Linked DNA regions of Sus scrofa: region 1 is linked to region 2. Evidence: chromatin contacts called from public HiChIP or PLAC-seq data. All regions are on one chromosome and are shown on one strand. The core of a region is the stretch at or near the end of the contact, and the rest is flanking DNA. Distances in the headings are between cores, read along the strand shown.

Region 1 (2,700 bases), core at 106-2,605, 330 kb after region 2:
CTGTGAAACTGAAGCACATTCTTGACGTCAAGCAAACAATCCTGAGAAATCAGCGTAAACTCAGCTGAGTAATGAATCAAGTTTGAGGGTTTTTTAAAAAGTATTTTGAGGAGTTCCCATCATGGTTCAGTGGTTAACGAACCCCACTCGTATCCATGAGGACGCAGGTTTGATCCCTGGCCTTGCTCTGTGGGTCAAGGATCTGGTGTTGCTGGGAGCTGTGGTGTTAAGTCGCAGCCGCGCCTCGGATCCTGCGTTGCTGTGGCTGTGGTGTAGGCAGGCGGCTGTAGCTCCCATTCGCCCCCTAGCCTGGGAATCTCCATAAGCCGTGAGGGCAGCCATAAAAGAAAAAAAAAAAAAATGTATTTTGAAGTTATGGAAGCTTAGAGTCAAGCAGACGTGGCCCATGATAAAATGCAAACACGGAGTCAGTTTAACGAAGACTAATACACGTCAGACCTGCCACCGAAAAGGGCACATAACGTAGAAACAAAGTGAACACTGCAATCACCCGGCGCACCTCCCTCCACTCGGGAAAGTCTTAAAGGGACCCAGACTCCACGTCTATGCAGAGAAAGCAGCTCGGGAATCCACCTCCAATCACCTTCCACAGGTCCCCGCGTCGCGCAGGTCCAGCTTCGGAGCTCCCTTAACGCACAGCTTAGCACGTCAAACTTCCTGCTTCTCTCTCGCTGCAAGATGCCAGGCAGAGGAGCCCCAGGAACTGCTCTCAGCACAGGAACGACGACAGGTCAAAGTCGGTTCAACAAGTGGCAGCGCGCCCCAGGCGAGGCAAAGGGTGCGTGCAGTGCACGGGGCCCCGGGTGCGCGGGATGGGCGGGGGTCTCGGGGCGCAGGAGGCCGGGGTGGGTGAGGCTGCGGGGGCGCAGGAGTCTCGGGGCCCGGGACTCTTGGGACGCGCAGGGGGCGGGGGGCGCGGGGGCTCGGGACTCGGCGGGCCTGGGGGTCGTGCGCGCGGCGGGGGTCCCAACCCCAGACGGCGAGCCCTCGAGTCCCCGCGCCCTCAGCGCCCCGCCCGCCGCGCTCTCCCGGTCCAGCGGCGGAAACGCTCGGCACCGACGCTGGTGGAAAAGCATCGGGCCGCGCGGGCCGGGCTTGGCGAGCTGACAGGGACGGGTACCTTCTGGGCCAAGTTCACGCGCGGCCCCGCGCCGGCTCGCGCACGCACAGCCCCGGGCGCGCGCGCGCACGGACCGGCGCCCCGCGGGCCACTACGGGCCCAGTACCTGAGCGCAGCAGGGCGGGCGGAGCCTGGGAGCCGCCGGCCCTCTGGCCGCGCTCCTCGCTCAAAGGACGACACGCCTCAACCCCGGCGGAACGGGACTGAGAGCGGCGCCCCGCCCCCTCGACACAGGCCCCGCCCCACGCCGCCGCCCCGCCCCACGCCGCCGCCCCGCCCTTCAGCGGGCTGCCCCGGCCGTCCTTGAGGAGCCCGGGGCGCGTGGGAGGCGGGGCCTGTGCCCCGGGGGCGGGGCCTTGTGGGCGAACGGGCGGGCCAGGAGGGCGGGGCTTGAGCCAACGGGGCGGGTTCCGCGCACACCAGAGCGCGTCTCCGAGGCGAGCGGGCGCACAGCGCGTGCGCCAAGCTGTCCGGGCGTTTCCCCCAGACCCCGGCCCCGAGTCGAAGCCCCACCCACCTGCGCGCCTGCGGGCGCTGGGCTTGACGTAGCTCACCGGGCGGCGGGAGGGCGTGCTCGGCGGGCAGGGGAGCAGGCGGCTGCTTGGCGCGAAGGGCTTGGTCCCGCCAGGGGCTCGGCCGTTTAGAGACCGCACTCCCCGCATCTTCCCCCTGAGCCCTGGCTCGCCGCCCACCCGCCCTGCCTGTGACCCGCTGTGTGACCTTGGGCAGGTCTCTCGCCCTCTCGGATCTCCCCGCGATTCCGCCCTGTGTGACCAGCAGGACGGCGGGTGCCCAGAAGCCGTGATCTAGGGCTCCCGGCAGGAGAGAAGGGTGGGCACTCATTCGTCTGGCGGCTGTGACCGGACCTCGAGGCGGGGGGCTCCACGTCGAGAGGCTGGCGGTCAGCGGGACTGCCCTTGGAAGGGGTCCTGCTTCCCCCTCCAGCCTTACATCCTGGGAGCCACCTGGGGTCCTGACCCCCGGACCCTGGCCTCTGACCGCCCCAGACTCGCTGGCCCCGCACAGCGCAGGACGCCCTGCCACCCCACCTCTTGGGGCAGCACTGAAACTGCACGTGTGGACCTTGGCTGTCTGTATGGGCCTGTTCATTCAAAGGATGCAGGCAGAAGCACCACCGTGAGAGGGGTGGCCAGGGCTGGGAGAGGTCTGAGGACCCTGTGGTCCAGAGCTCCGCCCATTTGAGTCTTCCCGGATCACCCAGATTTCCTGATACCCGGCTGCCAGGGCACCTGGAGGGGCACTTTAACCTGACACATTGCTACCAACTCCCAAAATGGAGCACAGTCTCTGCAAAGGGGAATTGATGCCAGGCAGGCAACCTGCTGAGCCCATCAGTGCGCTAAGCCCCAGGGCCTGGCCTGGCCTGAAATTGGGCCTTCAGGAGTGCCCTGGTCTCACTGGCCGTGCATGGAGAAGCCATCCGCAGACACTTGAGCCCAGGGCCTTCACCTGAGCCACACAGCTGCAGGAACAGTCCACCCACAGCTGTGTCCCGCCATGTGCTGGGCCTGGTTCGGGCAGTGCCCTTGCATGGGTGT
Region 2 (2,700 bases), core at 26-2,525:
CCCGTCATTGTGGCTGAGGCGGGGCACCCGCCCGGCCCCTCCTCACGGCCCCAGTGCTCCGTGGCTGTGCTCCAGGAGGAGGGCAGGGGAGGGGAGGAAGGAGGTGAGGGGGCAGCTAGGGAGAGAGGGTCACAGAGTGGGGACGTGAAGGTCTCTAGGGTCCGTGTTGCTGGCCGCGAGCTGCGGGCACAACTGGGTGGACAGACTGCACTGTTCCTGCCCCCTGCCCCCCGACGGGGCCTGGGAACAGCGAGGTGAGGGGGCCCAGGGCCGTGGGTACGGCTGGACGGGCCCCTCGCCCAGCTCCCCTGGAGGAGTCCCGGGGCTGCGGGGATTCCATTGCAAAGAAAGCCAGTGGCCACGCGTGGCTCCGGCAGGCCTGGCCCCGTCGCTCCAGGGCCGTCCGAGCTCCCACGCGGCGTCCAGCCTGCCCCGTCTTCTCCCGTCCGCCCAGGGAGCCTGGGGCGGCTTTTCCCCCATGGGCTCCAGGCCAGTCTCCGCGGGACCAAGGAGCAGCCTTTTCCTTGGCAACGTCCAGGCGCCCATTTGCCAGAACACTCACCACTTGCCCTGGAAAGCTGGCCCCTGGCCCTGCGCTTGGGCTGCTACCCTGGGCCTTCCCAGCTGGTTACCAGGCCCCCCGGGGACAGTGCGGCCCTGGGGGCCGTGACCACATGCTGCTCAGACAGGGACACAGAGCTGGAGCCCGGCTGAAGGGGGGTCCTCTATCCCCAGCCTCGCTGCCCCCAGGGCTGGCCTGGCCCCCACCACGGGCACCTCCTCTGCCTGCCCCTGCCTCCCCCAGACCCCGCCCCGCCTCTTCCCAGGGTCTGGGTGGAAGGGTGCAGGACCAGCCCTCCATCTGGCCGCAACCCCGTGCAGCACTGCACACATTCTGCGGGATGCGCCGAGGTCAGCAGCGGGAGGAGGAGGGGCTGGGAAGGGCTACCTCCTGGAGCAGGCCGGGGAGAGTGGCCAGGACAGGTGGGCAGGGCTGCGTGTGAGGGGAGGACCCCCTGGGACAGAACCCCCTGGGACGGCCAGAGAGATACATGGCAGGAGTGGGACATTAGCAGAGGACAGGGCCTTTTGCCCTCAAGGACAGGAAGGAGGGGGTTCTGTCCCATCCCCACGGCCAGGATGCAGGGGCTCTGGGCTCCGGAGACCACACCAGCGCCAACCGGCGGCTGACCCGAGGTCGCTTTCCCCCAAGGGAAACCCTGGCCTTTCTGAGTGGCAGGAGGAGTCTGCCCTGCCTGGGGAGGCCTCGGGGGGGGGGGGGCGGGGGGCGGGCGGTGCTTTCTTCCTGACCCCTGAGGCGCAACCCAGCCTCTCTGCCTGGTCCCTGCCCTGGCCTCCCCTGCCCCGCCCCGCCCCGGCAAACGTCCTGCGCTCCTGGCCCCAGGCAGGGAGAGTCTCATCTGAACCTAGGCCCAGGATCTGGCTGGGGTGGGCTCCTAGAGGCAGTGTGCGTGGGAGACGGAAACCTGGGCGAAGGGACACAGTGTCTGAGCAGCCAAAACGCCCCTGGCCCTCCTGAGACCAACCGCCAGGTGCAAAGTCAGTAAGTGTGTAAACAAATAAACGGCGAATGAGGACACTGGATGTACAACACAGGCTGTAGGTAAAGTCTAATTTCCTTAATATACAAAGAGCTCCTACAAACCAATGAGAAAAAGGCCGGCCATACTGTGCCAAAGAGAAAATAGATGAAGACAAGGCCCAGGCCAGCAAGACACGGACCGTGGGCAGTTTCACTGGTACTGGGCAACAAGCACAAGCAGGGGGGCCATTTCTCCCTGTGGCCTCAACCACAGGACCCGTGATGTTTGGGAACCTGCTGACTGTGCGGCTGTGGGGAAGTGGTGCCCTCCTAGCGGCTGGGAGTGTCGACTGGCCCGTTGGGGACCATGTCCCCAGATGACACAGGCGCGTATCTTGGACTAACTCTTCCGCCCTGCGGATCTGTTCGCTGGGGACACGGACCCACAGGACAAGCGCAGGCGGAGGGGCTGGGTAAGCCAAGGGTGACTCATCTGCAGGTGGAGTCACGCAGCCATTACCAAGGTCACTGGCAAGGCCGATGCGCAGGGCTGCGCCCTGGGGAGGGCTGGGAGGGACCCAGAATGCGACGGCCCCAGGCTCTCAGGCTGGGCAGTGCGCCCTCACCTCTGCCTCTCTTGGCCTCTCGGAGGCCGTCCCCAGCCATCTTTTATCCTGTGAGGGAGCCCTCGAGCTGCTGTTGGAGGTGGCCTGGGGGCAGCAGGAGACTCTGGGACAGGGATGTACTGGCGCTTGGGCCTCGGTGCTTCAGGTCTGAGCAGAGGGTCGGGGACACTGCCTGGGGTGGCACGTCCCCACCAGGGCTGCTGGGCTCCGTGCCGTGACCCAGGCTGGCCTGGACACCATGGGCCAGGGGAGAGGCCCGTGGGGCAGCCAGGGGGGTGCTACGGGGACAGGGGGGCGGGTGCTGGTCCCGGGGAGCGGGAGGCGGGTCCCTGGTGGGGGGGGAGCTCCCGGGAGCTGGGCGCCGGCCCAGAGGACCAGATGGTTTTCTTCACAGGGGCAGGAGTCCGGAAGAGCCTTGCAGCTGGCCTCATCTCCGTGCTTCTCCCTGATGTTGTTTTTTGCTGGAAAATCCAGCCTGCAAAGCCAGCTGGGCGCCGGCCCGGAGCAGCTGGGGCCAAGCGGCCGGTGCTC

Evidence for each region. HiChIP or PLAC-seq counts read pairs in DNA pulled down with a chosen protein or histone mark.
Region 1: an H3K27ac HiChIP or PLAC-seq map of alveolar macrophages shows a contact between it and region 2. The contact joins the promoter of FAM53A here to the promoter of LOC110262036 in region 2. A contact is called at or near these places in 2 of 2 datasets of contacts at active chromatin or transcription factors (alveolar macrophages and skeletal muscle).

What each region holds. Positions count from the first base shown.
Region 1 is chr8:795,028-797,727 of Sscrofa11.1, forward strand. It overlaps FAM53A (protein FAM53A), which reads right to left and starts at 1,356. Exons shown (of 6, transcript XM_021100891.1): 1 at 1,248-1,356; 2 at 605-724.
Region 2 is chr8:469,339-472,038 of Sscrofa11.1, forward strand. LOC110262036 reads left to right here and starts at 1,276. Exons shown (of 3, transcript XM_021100876.1): 1 at 1,276-2,314; 2 at 2,564-2,700. The coding sequence starts at 2,084. The region is part of intron 1 of LOC110262037 (a long non-coding RNA gene); the gene reads right to left.